2 separate regions of the Gossypium hirsutum genome follow, and region 2 is linked to region 1. The links are chromatin contacts, called in public Hi-C maps. All regions are on one chromosome and are shown on one strand. The core of a region is the stretch at or near the end of the contact, and the rest is flanking DNA. Distances in the headings are between cores, read along the strand shown.

What was found. A called contact is a pair of places that touch in the nucleus more often than the background predicts.
Region 2: a Hi-C map of leaf shows a contact between it and region 1, with 6 times the contacts expected there. The contact joins the promoter of LOC107922970 here to the promoter of LOC107922998 in region 1. A contact is called at or near these places in 21 of 34 Hi-C or Micro-C datasets (anther, callus, fibers and 5 more).

The regions. Positions count from the first base shown.
Region 1 is chrA12:83,330,931-83,337,986 of Gossypium_hirsutum_v2.1, forward strand. LOC107922998 reads right to left here and starts at 4,366. Exons shown (of 2, transcript XM_016853201.2): 1 at 3,437-4,366; 2 at 2,880-3,354. The coding sequence starts at 4,145. The coding sequence ends at 3,269. LOC107922988 (pectin acetylesterase 3) reads left to right here. Exons shown (of 12, transcript XM_016853192.2): 5 at 143-229; 6 at 317-441; 7 at 520-580; 8 at 725-778; 9 at 883-960; 10 at 1,214-1,319; 11 at 1,408-1,553; 12 at 1,722-1,967. The coding sequence ends at 1,829.
Region 2 is chrA12:83,474,977-83,482,032 of Gossypium_hirsutum_v2.1, forward strand. It overlaps LOC107922970 (charged multivesicular body protein 7), which reads left to right and starts at 3,574. Exons shown (of 8, transcript XM_016853174.2): 1 at 3,574-3,871; 2 at 3,946-4,005; 3 at 4,084-4,254; 4 at 4,337-4,519; 5 at 4,610-4,740; 6 at 5,007-5,175; 7 at 5,308-5,437; 8 at 5,546-6,079. The coding sequence starts at 3,680. The coding sequence ends at 5,811.

The DNA.
Region 1 (7,056 bases), core at 3,116-5,615:
TAAATTAATGGCTAAGTTTGATTTATAGTGAATTGTTTAATTTGATTATAGAAAACCCATTTCTAAATATGTAAGTGGTGATTGATTTTTACTGTCAAACATTGGTGGCATATTCATGGTGTTCAATGATTTTACTTTTCAGGCTAACAAGCTTTATTTTAGAGGACAAAGGATCTGGTTAGCTGCCATGGAAGAATTAATGGCTAAAGGAATGCAAAATGCTAATCAGGTTTTGCATCTCTAGTGAGTTATTTCCGGTTTTCAGTCTTGGATGTCTAATATGTTTTATATATGAATATATTTGTTGTTGTTTCAGGCACTTCTTTCTGGATGTTCAGCTGGGGGTCTAGCTTCTATTCTTCATTGCGATGAATTTAAGAATTTGTTTCCGGAAACTACCAAAGTGAAATGTCTAAGTGATGCTGGACTGTTCCTTGACGCGTAATGAACTAGCTACATTAGTTTCTCTTCGATTACTGACATGTAGTCTTAAAATCATTGTTTTCGTTACTTATGCAGAACAAATGTTGCTGGTGGCCATAACTTAAGGGATATGTATGAAGGTGTGGTTACTTTGCAGGTACTACTTTTGCACCTCTTGTAGGGTATGCGTTGTTCAAAACTCAAGTAACGAGTCAAATATAAGGTTTTGTGCAGTAGAATCTTTTATGAGTAATCAACTATTGTTCTCATGAAATCTATTTTCATTGCTATGGTATTTTAGGGTGTACAAAAGAATCTGCCAAGTACTTGTACCAGCCAAAAGGATCCAACTTCGGTAAAACATTTCTGCTTTCTCGATCGACATTCATGTAGTAGATTACATTTAGAAAGTAATTCGAACTAATTAAGAAATCCCCTAACTCTACATTTCATTTGCAGTGTTTCTTCCCTCAAAACTTGGTTTCAAATGTCAAGACCCCTATGTTTCTTCTCAATGCAGCCTATGATGCTTGGCAGGTAATCACTCTTTTTGCTACTTTCTCTTTCTTCTTTTCGCATTTTCATTTCTTTTGTTTTTACCAGATGAGAGTTCTTAGTGCTATACTTTTCCTGTTAGGTCCTATTCTGCTTTGTTTTATCTATGACAGCGAGTTTTTGAACTGAAACAATGCTATACTATATATAAACTCGAAGAGATTTGTCTCAAGACTTAGATGATCTCTTGAACGCTGAATAACTTTGCTTAAATCTCTGGTTTCTATTTTTTCAGGTTGACCAGAGTTTAATTCCATCACTGGCTGATCCGCATGGCTTGTGGCGTGCGTGCAAAACGAATCGTTCTCATTGCAACTCATCGCAGATTCAGTTTTTTCAAGGTCATTTTCGAGTTTTGTTTCCTGCTATGTTATGTTTCAAGTTTTGCCTTCAACCTCTCTTTTTCTCTTCTTTCTAACATCGAAACAGACTTTAGGAACCAAATGCTCAATGCCGTAAAAATATTCTCCGAGTCCAATCAAAATGGTTTATTCATAAATTCTTGTTTCGCTCACTGCCAGTCAGAGAGACAAGATACTTGGTACGAGAATGATTCTCCTCGTATTGGAAACAAGGTACGTCCCATCTATATTCGAGCATAGAATCATTAATGCGGTGTGTTGAACATAAAACTCCATAGGACTATTTAATATCAAACTTCATGATCAAAATACTTGCTAAGGCTCTCTGCATGCGAGGCTCTGATTTTATATCACTTTATTTCGATTCCGTTATCCATGCAGGGAATTGCAGTGTCGGTCGGAGATTGGTTCTTTGACCGAACAGCCGTTAAAGCTATCGATTGTCCGTACCCTTGCGACAAAACTTGTCATGACGTTATCCTCAAGTGAATGGGAAATTCTCATTGACTCATTGTTGAGGCCTCTATGGCTTCATAATTATTCTTTTCCGTAATTGAGAATTTGTGGAAACTGTAACATTCATATGATTTGATAATAAGCAATAAATGCCTCCATAGACCTTTGATATCTGAGCATTCCAATGAGCAAAATATATATATAATTTGCTTTTTTGTGGCTCCAAATGAACCATTGACCATAAAGGCTTTTGTACTAAGAGTTGGATTACATTTTATTCCCTCACAAAAATGGGTAAATTAGTCCCTGTACATTAGATTAAAGAATAACTTGTTTCTATTGTTAAAAACTGATCTTTGTATGTTAGAATGAGGTACAATGGCACTTTGCATGTAAGTTTATGGTTATTTTGTCGATCACGTCAATTTTTAACTGTAAAAATAAATGAAATTTTTAACAAAGGGAATCAATTTGTTCTTTAATCTAACATAAAATGGTTAATTTGCTCATTGTTTGAGTTAAGGGGTAAAATGCAATAGGGTTATTAGTGTAGGGGTCTCTATGGTATTTTTACCGTAATTGAGTTTGAACAATTGCCAATAAGTTTATAACTTCCAAGTCAACGTCCTAAGTAGATATGTTGGATCTTTTGCCTTATAACATTTCAAAATTGCTCTTTAAGCTATCCTGTGGTTGCCATTGTTGATGCCTTTGAATGGCTATACTCAATCATGTTTATGCATTGTTCATATTCTTGGCATATGCCATTGAAATTACGGTTCTTTCTTAACCTAATGATGAACATATGACCCAGGCCTTGTTTTATTGCTCTTGGATTATATAAACAAATCATCATTTTGGAACATTTGTGAATTGTGGGGGAAATTTGAATTTGTTTCATTACAACATATTCAATCAAATTTCAAATGCAAACTGCACTTTCAGAAAAAGTGACAATTATAAACCTTGAAAAAATATCATTTTTTATGAATTGTAAAAACAAATACATTCATTATACCAAATATTAAAAGTAATCTCAAAACATTGAAAACATAAAACAGATCAGCAAAGAATACATGAAACTGGGAAAATTACTGCTTTCACAAAGTTTAATTTAAGCCCATCCTGTTAAATTTACAAGCCCTAAACCCTATACACAAAGTAATAAAAAAATGGGTACATGCATCTCTCTAATGCCAAACCCCAACAATCCAACAGGAAACTTAAAAATACATATAACACAATTAATTATTCTATCAACTAAATCAATTTTTAACAATATAAATAAATAAAATTTAAAAAAATAATAATTTACTCTTTAATTTATCCCATTTTAAAGTAAAATCAACAAAAATACAATCTTACTTTCACTACCTCGATAGAAATGTTTCAAAACAAACCTGCGAAGAACCATACCACATACATTCCACCAAAAAAGTACAAAACTTGGAACCAAAATTTGTAGTGAAGTGTCAACTACAATGCCTGGAAGTGGATGCAAGAGCCACTGCTTGTGCCCAAACTTTCAACCGAGCCTTGACATCTCTAGGATCATCACCTGCAAAACCAAACCCATATCCCATCAAATAAACTCAACATACTAACCCTTTTTACATAACAAAAAAAAAGACAACACTAACCAGGGCTAGAGATACACCAATTAGCAATGGGGGAATTACCACCACTACTAGTATTATCAATGGCGGAACCTGATAATGAAACACGACCAGGCATCTCCAATTCCAACCCTAAGTCCCTACATGCCTTCACTTCCTCCATATCCATACACAACGATCGTTTTCCACCTTTAGGTCTCGTAATCACCACTACACCCCCTTCACTTTCACCACTAAAACTCCCACTGTAATTGCTATGGCTGTAATTGTAGTACAACCCACTTTTGTTCTTCCCTTCATGTTTACAACCCATTTCTTTATCAATCCATCTTCCCTTTATAACTCTCCTCTTCCTCAAATCCTTGCTCCGCCGCCCTCTCGGTCTCTGAGCTTCGTTTTCACTAGCGTAATCCTTGACCACCGCCGCCCTGGGTCTACTCCTCCGACGAGGGGGCGTGGCGGGAAGAGAGTAACAACTAGGTTCGCCGTCGGAATCCGATGAAAGTTCCTTGACGGTGAACTCCTCGTCAACGTCTGCATCGAAGCTTTCGATCGATAACCTTGACATATACATCCCCATATCATCATCGTCGTCGTCGTCTTCATTAGTATACATGGAACTATTACACATAGAAAGCCTGGATAAATTATGTGGATGAAACCCAACATCAATATCATCATATTCATCATCATGGATAGATGAAACAACCGTCATGCTTTCATCTGATGCCATTTTTTTTACTGGAATTCTACAGACGAAGAAGAAGAAACTAAAAGGAAATGAAAAGAAGGTAAAGTGTTTTTGGGTATGAACTAAAAGTAAGTATTGATTAGACAGAGAAAGAGAGAATACATAATAAAAGCACGGATCCCACTAAGTTATGGTGATTTAAAGGCTTTTCTGTGAATCAATTTGTTTGTTTTTTCATGATAAGATAATAAAAAGGGTGAAATTCAAATCCCCTCTTCTTCCACCACGCAATTTATACTTGCAAAATGACTTTGAAACTTGTTAAATTATACCAAACTCATTAAATTATTAATAAATTTATATTTTAGTCACTAAATTTTAAAATATTACAAATTAGTCATTAAATTATTCAAAAAATTTCATTTAAAACTCTCTAGTTGTACTTTAAGAAAAACACTTACTATTCTAATGACTTAAATAAAATTTTTTGAATAGTTCAGTGATTATTTTGTAAGTTTATGAAGTTAAGTGACTAAAATGTAAGTATACTAATAGTTTAGTGACCTTGAGTATAATTTACCCTAAAATATTTTATTATGCTCACTCAATGACTCTTTTGATCATTTATTTAAAAATGATTAAGATGTACACGCGGCAACATTAGGACAGATGACGTAGCGAATCAGATGAAGAGGGGGAGTGTCCCACACCACTGAGTCTAGAACACGTGGCCTCAGACAAGTTCCTTTGCTGCTGCTAAGTGTGTTCGATTTCGACCTGTTGCTCCGTCACACGAATCAGTCACGAGTCGCGACTCACCAGCCATTACGAAGGAATCAAACAATCAAAGACTGAGTCTCATCGTTAGCCAGTTTCAAAACCAATCATTTAGGTAAGTGTGGTGTGTTTAATTTATTTTTTATTTTATATTACAGTATTTAATTTTATTATTATTTTTCTTTTTATTAACTATAAGTAATTGTATCATTCATTTAAATTTATCTTAAATTTTTTTAAATTTCCGAATAATTGATAATAATTCAATTTAATTTTTTAATTTTTATATTAATTTAAAAATTAAATTTTTTAAAATTATCTTTTATAAACATTTCTAAAAAAGTCAACAAATAAAAATAATCAATCTTATATGTTAATTTTTTTTAAAATTTTGTATAGAATTTGTAAATTATTGTCATTATTTTAAATAGAAATATTTTTTACATAATGAAAAATAAAATTAACTATAATTTCTTTATATATATTGTATTTCGTAAATTGTCCCCATACTTGATTTCAAATCGGTTTTTCATTTTTCGATTTTTCTTGTTCATCCCTACAATGTACTAAGAAAATATGAACTTAAATTTAATTTTTTTAATTAAATTTCATTAAAATTTTAAAAAGCATTTTCTAAAGAAATATTAAATTTGACTATCCATGTAATATGTATAAATATGTTTAAAATTTGATTCAAGTGTTTAAATATGCTCTATATACATCTTGATTACTATTTAATACCCTAGTTGATATTTAGATTATCGAAAGGACTTGATTAATAAAATACTGATATTTTGAGAACAATATCAGAATGATTTAAAGTTTGTGGCAGGTTTAAAACATGGAATTATAGTTTAAGGATATATGACGGAGTTAACCCTTATATACGAGTATAATACACAAGCAGATACAATTTAAAGACACGTGAAAAAATCTCAACTCATTTATAAAATTAAAAGTTTCCATAGATTTTTAAATATCTAATCATCACATTAAGTTTTAACCAAATTCAAAATTAAATCAAATTAAAAACCCTAAATGTAAGTAAAACTCTTGTAATATTTTTTAAATTATTCCCGAAATTCAAACTCAAAATACATAAAATATAATAACTCGCAAGCTCTAGCTCACTGATTTATAGTATAAATGAAAGACGTGAAAATGAAATATTGACAGTGTACGAAAAAGAAAAAGTCTTCATTAATGGCTAAATAGTACTACATAAAATGGTCCCTCTCTCATATGGTATTATTATCAGTCCACATGCATTCCTTAATACATCAATTATTATTTCACATTTGTTTCATTTCTGGATTGTTCAACAAAACAGTAGCAAACACTCACCAACCGCTTAGTTTTAGTTTATAATTGTTAAAGAAAAAAAATTCCTTTAAAAGTGGGCTAAATAATTTTTCGGACCTAAATTTGACTACTATTTTGATATTGGGGTTTGAATTTCTTTTTCAAGTTAATCTTGAATTTGGGTGTTGTTCCGACATTGGAGCTTGAATTTTTTCTTATTCGAGACTAAAGTTCAGGTCTCAATATGGGAACAATTGTCAAATTGAAACCTTGATATGGAAACAATTCAGACTCCAATGTGAAAATAATTATTAAGTTCAAAGATTAACTTTGATCAAACAAAATTTCAAGTCAAAATATGATTTTTTTTATTGCCAAAGTCTTTAAAAGTCAAGGGTCTTATTGAGTAATGGGCATGTACGTCCATGGCGAGGAAAAGGTGGCAGTTTCCAACTAATGGATGGGTCAAAGTTAATGTGGATGGTTCGGTGTTAATGAATGGAATAAGGGTGTCAATTGGTAGAGTGATAAGAGGACCAAATGGAGGTTGGTTGGTGGATTTTGGAAATGGAGATGGGTATGACTAACATATTTTAGGGTGAGGCACTAGTAGTGATCAAAGGATTGAAATTAGCTTGAATGCTAGGCTTTAGATAAGTGGAATTAGAAAGTGATAATGTTTTTTTAATTAATACTCTGCGAAATGGATTAGTAGCGATTAGCAAGATTGGTGAAGTTAGAATGATTCATGACTGGTGTTCTAAGGATTAGAAAGTGAAATTTCAATACATTTTGATGGACATCAATAAGGTTGTTGATTCCATCGCTAAGGAGGCCGAAGGTGGAATTAGTCATTTGATTGTTTTTATTGATC
Region 2 (7,056 bases), core at 2,324-4,823, 140 kb after region 1:
AAAATAATGCTTAAAATAAAATTGATTAACTAAATATTAAACTCTGGTAAAAAAAAACTAAATATTAAATAGACAAAAAAATTAAAAGTTTATGAAAATATTTAAAATAAAATTGATTAAATCTCTCTCATTTTAACTATAGAATAACAAACCCAAAACAAGGATCTTATTGTAAAAGATTGATTGAAAAAAAAAAAACAAATATCTCCAATTACATGGTGTAATTTATTTCTTCCAATATCCTTCATCAACGGTAGGCCTTGGCAACTCTTTCAATTTCATCTTCTTCTTAATGGCATAACTACACCAAATGAGAGTAATTTGACATTAGCATATAAAAAAACATGAGACAAAATTTAAGAAGACCCTCATTTAGTACCTGTTGGATGATCCCTTAGCAGCGTTAATAAGCTCATCAGCCAAACATTTGGCCATGGTTTTAATATTCTTGAATGCAGATTCATGAGCACTAGTGGTTATTATATAGATGGCTTGCTTCACACAACGATTAGGCAAAATATCAATAGCCTGACACCTAACAACATTAACTGAGCTGATACGGGTGGCATCTTCACAAGGTCAATTATTATAACATGAAATGTTATAGCATTAAGTGATGAAATGAACCATAATTGAGAAAAGTTCTTAAGGTCATTGAGAGTTGAGAGACTTACATGTTTACAATAGAACCGACAATGACTTGAATTAGGTTTTGTTCGGTGAGGAGATAAATGATCTCCATTGCATGTTTTACAATCCTAACTGCCATGAATTTCTTCCCATTGTTTCAATGGTGCATCATTAAAAAGTTCGCAAGCCTCTCAACAATCGAACACTGAGCTTTCACATAGGTTGCATGCCTTGATGCATGAAGGCCAATGTAGTAACTTAAAGAGAGATCAACTATCTAAAAATCAATAAATCATTCATGTCAATCACTATTGTTTCTAAGAGGTAAAGGGGCAAAGATTTGCTTATAACAGAGGTTAAAGCTTCTATATGGCACCTTCCCCTTCCCCAATATTGTAATTGAGATAAAGCCAGAAAATTACCTTAAGGGGATTAGAGATGAATCATCAATTTTTGGAGAGGTTAAAATACAAATTTACCATTATACTATCTTGTGTTTTTTTTTTTTAAATTATCAAAGGGCTACAAAGCAACTTGACCATTTTTGGGGCCAATGCTACTACTTGCCCCTGCCCTATGCCCTATCATGCCCTTCCCCCTCTCCAATATTATATCTTAGGTTAAGTCAAAAAATTGCTTTAAAGGGGTCCAAGATAAAACATAAAATTTTGGAAGGGTTAAAATCAAAATTTACCATTATACTAATTTATATTTTGTTTGAAGGGGTTACAAAACAATTTTATCAAATTTGAGGACCAATTTAGGGAAAAAAAAGGAAAAGAAAATAGCTGAAGGTCGTAAAAGCTCCAACAATTGAAAAGCTTGACTTGTGTGTAATGTTTAGTTCAAACTTTTAATTTGTGTATTTTAGTGGGGTTTACTATGACTTGTCATGTCATACCTGGAATATATTTTTAGGTTAATTTCTAATAAATATATTTGTGCCTTGTACGAAAAAGAAAAAAGTAATTGTAGGTTTTGTATCTTTAATGACCTTTTAACTTAGTGTACTTCTTCCATAACTAAAATCACCGACTCAAAAACACCATACAAATTGAGTAGTTATTATGTTCATAAATATCTATTTATTTCACTTATTTTTAAATTAAAATTGTTTAAAAAAATGTTGATAATGCATCACTCATGAGTTGATTAACATTTGGTTTAAGGTTTGTGTGATGTGTTTTAATCACAATTTACCATCTTGAATGAATATATATATATTAAAATTTATTAATGCAATAAATATTGATATTATTTAATAAGGAGCAGAGGAAAGTGGTGGGTTTTGACATCTACAGCTGATCATGTCCTTCAAGTTAATTAGAAATTGATTTAGTTTTGTTTTTGTGGTGGAAGTTTCAAAGGTATTTTTCGTTATTCCTTAATAGCTAAGTATTCAAAAAGTCTATTTAATGATTCACATTAAATTGGTTGTTCATTATTGAACAAAAAATAAATTAGGAATATTTTTATTCACAACAATTAAGTAAATAAGTATCTATACAATTTAAAAATATAATCACACTTTTGAATATGTTTATATCTTTTATCAATTTGACATTTAATTTTTTTGAAATAAATGTTACTATTAACTTTTCAAAAAGAATTAAAATCATGAATAAAACATTAATTCCTTTAACGATGTAGGCATAGGAACCTGCACACTTCATGCTAATATGACACTATTTGTTTTATATGTCACGTTAATAAATAATTTTAAAATTATAAAAATATTTTAAAATAAAATTTTAAAAATATAAAAAGAATTCAAAAAAATAGTATAAAGAACACGTGGATTGCCGTATGGGCTACCATGTTTTTTGTCATTAAAAAAATAACAATTGAGCTCTTTTTTAAAAAGTTAATGGTCAATTTCTACTTTTTATAAAAGATTGAGGGTTAAATTTAACTTAAATAAGAATAAAGGCTAAATATAAATATTCGAAACTAAATTTATCATTATACTTAAAAAAAAAAAAGGAGAAGTGAGTTTAATAATCAAATTTACTCCTATAGTTTAACAAATTGGAGCATCACATAAAAAAAAAACCAACAACAATCTCAACAAATAACATCACAAAAATTAACCCTACATAATTGATGAAGAAATTACATTTAATCAAAATAAGTTTATAAGATAGCTCATATCTTAAATTGATGTAGTACTTAATTGTGATATATGGATGTGAGTTTTTGCTATTTCTTGTATTAATTTAATTTTATATTTTAACTGATTGAATATATATATATATTTGTAAATATGTTACATTTTGTGATCGTGACATCCTAAAAAAAATATTACTCAATTTTTTTACCATCACAATATTAACACGGGGATTAGAAAAAGAATAACATAAAAAGATTAATTTTTGTAAAGTATTAAGTATCTATTTTTGATAAATTAAAATAAAGATAATTTTTTTTATTTTTCTTAAAAACTTTTTTATTTTCGTAAAATACAAGCATCAACTTCTCATAAATTAAAATAGAGATTAATTTACTGGTTTTGGGGAGGAATATACCTGTTCATGGCTCCACAGCTCGCCCGATCTAATTGGGACAAAATTTTTATGTTTTGGGCTAATTTGAATTTAATTTAAATGATAAAAAATATTTTTAAAATTAAATTTAATTATAAAATTATATAAAATATTAATATTAAAAATAATTTTAATAAATTTATTAATTTTTAAAAATCGTAAAATAGGTTTTTTTTTTCAAGTTGAGCCCGATAAAATAGGTAAAGGGTTTTTTTTTTAAAAAAGAAAACTTGACCCTAACGTAACCCCAGCTAGTAACATTTTAAAATAATTAATTTCTCTCATTTAAAAGACCTAAATACCCTAATAATGTTAAAAAAAAAAAGGCCGTGAAAGATTTCAATTGGGCTTGGATCCAAGTTTTGATCCGCTTCACAATCCAAATCGCATTTGAATTTTCCTTTTTAATTTTTCCTAGTAAATTTCTCGAGAAAATTGCAAAAACCTAACGGAAGCATTTGGGTTGAGCGGGAGGTCAATTGAATTTTTCCATTTTCAGAAGAAAAATGGATTCGAAATCAGTGAAGGAATTCATAAGAAAAGAAGTACCTGATTGGGACTATGAATTAATCGCAACGGCCCGTTTTAAAGCTTTTAGCGGTCAAAAATCCGATTGGGAACCCAAATTCCAGTTCTGGAAAAATTTGATCGTAAAAATCGCCCGCCACTTTGGTGTCTTCATCATTTCCCCTCCCCAGGTTTTCAATTTTCTACTTATTTTTAACTTATAAAATTGGTCTTTATTTCGTTTTGCCTATAAATTGTTTTGTAGGTGAAAAATGAGTGGTTTAATAGAGGAGGCTTAACTCCTTTGTGCATTGATCACGTATTGGTGAGCTAAATTATGGGTTAATTTGATTGTTTTGTTTTATGGAATTTTTGGGTTTTATTATTTTGATGAAAATTTCAGTTTATTATGTATAATGAAGGTGAAATAACTCGAATTTCGGACATGGTGGGTCCTTATAGTGGGAGAATAACTCAATTATTTTATAAAGTGAAAAGCTTGATGAACAGATCAACAATGTCTCCTGAAAGTATCCTTCTTGAAGATTGTCTGATTCTTACAACATTGTTGAAGGTTTGCAACATGTTTGTGAAAAGTACTATTTCATGAACTAAAAATTGGAATATTTGAACTGTTTTAATCTAATTGTTCTTAGGAGAAAGCTGATGAAGTGATTAAGTGTTTGTCCGAAAGTCACTGGAATTCATATTGCGTTGTTACGAGGAACAAGTTCGAGAGTATGTGTGGAGGACAAAAGGAAGGTTATGCTGTGTTGAGTTACTTGTCAGGGTGCAGGAAAGGTCGATATCTCTCCACCACCAAGAAAGAACTAATCGAGGTGTGTGCTACTTTTTGTGCCGATAAACTGGCTTGAGTTATAAAGTCTTTGCAAATTTTTTGTTATTGCAAGTAATCTGATTTATTGCAGGGTATAAAAGTTTCCCTTTCGTCAGCTGTGGTTTCTGGTGTCTCGAGTTTAGATTTTGACACTCTCCACCTCATTTGGACTCAAGAAAAACTTCAACAACAACTCGATGTGATCGACCGGCGCTGGGAAATGTAATCTTTCTTTTGAGTTTTTTGGTCTTATTTCATCTGCTGAATTATGGTCAATGCATATGAAGATGGTTAATGGTTAATCGGTTTAGGACAAGAGTCAGTTGCACTATGCTGACTGGTTCGGAAGTTCAGTTTAACTCTTTTTTGAACTGAGAATATTTCGAGACAAATGTATTGATTTTAAAACCATTTGCATCTTATATGCATGGCTCAGTGTTTTTAAGCTCTAAATATACCGGTCTTGTGGTTGAGTTTATATTTGGCAGGTCAAGACAGTCAGCATTAGCCTTGTTGAAGTCTGGGAACAAGAAATTGGCCTTGAGACATGCAAAAGAGATGAAGTTGGGCACCGAGAATAGAGAGAAATGTAACTCACTTCTTAACAGAGTGGAAGAGGTCTTAAGTGTTATTGCAAATGCGGAATCAACAAAACAGGTCAGCTACTACAACTTAAAACTTCTCTTTTCGTGATATAAACATGACATAGTTGAGCTTCTGACTTCGGTTTTAGATATCGAGAAAATTGGCAGATAGTGAATAAGCTGATGTATTACTCCCCGATGGCAGGTAACTGAAGCAATCCAGATCGGAGCACAAGTGATAAAGGAGAATAAAATAAGCATTGAAGAAGTTCAGCTTTGTTTAGAAGAACTCGAAGAGAGCATTGATTCACAGAAGCAAGTTGAAAAGGCTCTAGGTAGTATTTATTAGCCATCCTTGTAGTTATTGTGAAATGGCAATTAATTTCCATCGAGTTATTGCGTACTGTCTTCTTGTCTAACCTGTTCTTTTTTTACTGTTGAAGAACCAGCTCCGTCCCTGGACATGGAGGACGAAGATATTGAAGAGGAGTTCAGGAAATTGGAGCTAGAAATCGGAAGTGGAAACCTTAAAGATCTAAATCCCGAAGCTGGAGTTAGTGATTCAGAAGGAACTGATCAATCATTGGCTGACGTTTTGTTGAATCTAAAACTAGCAGATGATGCTCCGGGCAGCGGATCAGCAATTCAGAATTCTGGGTTACCGGCAAAGAACAAGGAGTCAAACAGCCCGATGCTTGAAGCTGCATGAATATAAATGCTTATACACTTTGGTATATAAACAGTGTGTAATTCAGAAATGCTTGCTTATACATGCATTGATTGTTGTATCACCAAATATTTCCTGTTTACATGCTGTGTTTTTATTATCATTATGAAGGGTGTAAAAGAGATATTGGTGCTTGCGAGGTATTCGTGTTCGAATCGTAAAATGTTATTTGTGTTCGATTTGTAAAACGAAAACCTAAGAACTAGATTGATAATTAATGAGTCGAGCTTGAGTAATCGGTTAAACCAAATTTGAGTTTTTTTTATATTTTAATATGTTTTTATATTGTGAAATTATATTCTTTCTCTTATTATATAGAAAGAGCTTAAGTACGAATGAAGTCGAACTTAATACGAATTGCTTAATCAAGGTCAAGCAATTTAACTTGATTAAGTCTTGAGCCATGTGTTTCTTGGAGACAACCATGTATCTAGATTTTGGTGTGGCATTAGGGCTAAGCACAAGGACCATATGAAATATTGATGGCATTGGGGGCAGGCAATTGGAATCAAGCAAGGTTTTCCTTAAAAAAAAACAACTTATTTTATTTTTCATATATCTAGTTTACGAAAATTAAGAAATTAACTCAGTTAATTAGAATTTGATCCTTGAATTTTATAAAAAATTGAAAGATACATATACATTTTAGTATCTAAATTTAGCTTTAAGGTTCAAATTTGTATTTAAAGAGTTTTTTTCTTTTTATACAATAAAGTACTTAAATCTGATTTAATAGTTTAAATTGATTCAAATAAATCATTTACGGTAAGTGACCAAAAAACTTAATTTTTTATACAATTAAGTACCTAAATTTGATTTAAAAGTTTAAATTGATTCAAATAAATCATTTACGGTAAGTGATAAAAAACTTAATTTAGATACCAATTTGAACTAAAAAATTAAATTCAAATACTTAATTGGAGCTTAAAGCTAAGTTAAAAAACAACCAAGTCCAGATCTAGACCTTGTTAATATGTCATAAATGCTTTGATTACAAAAACCCAAAATTCTCAGCAGCAAATTCTTCCTGTTCCATTTCATTCATGTTCCCCAAATTCCAGAAATTTGCTGCTGCTGTTGTTGTTGTTCCAAATTTGGGGTTTCACCTATGTCCTTTAATTTTTATTGTTTGTATTTATTCTTTTGGTAGCCAATAAGGATTCATTCCACAATTATTTACTTACAGCCTTGTCTTTCATTTCTCAGGCAAAAGCTCTTCACTATTCA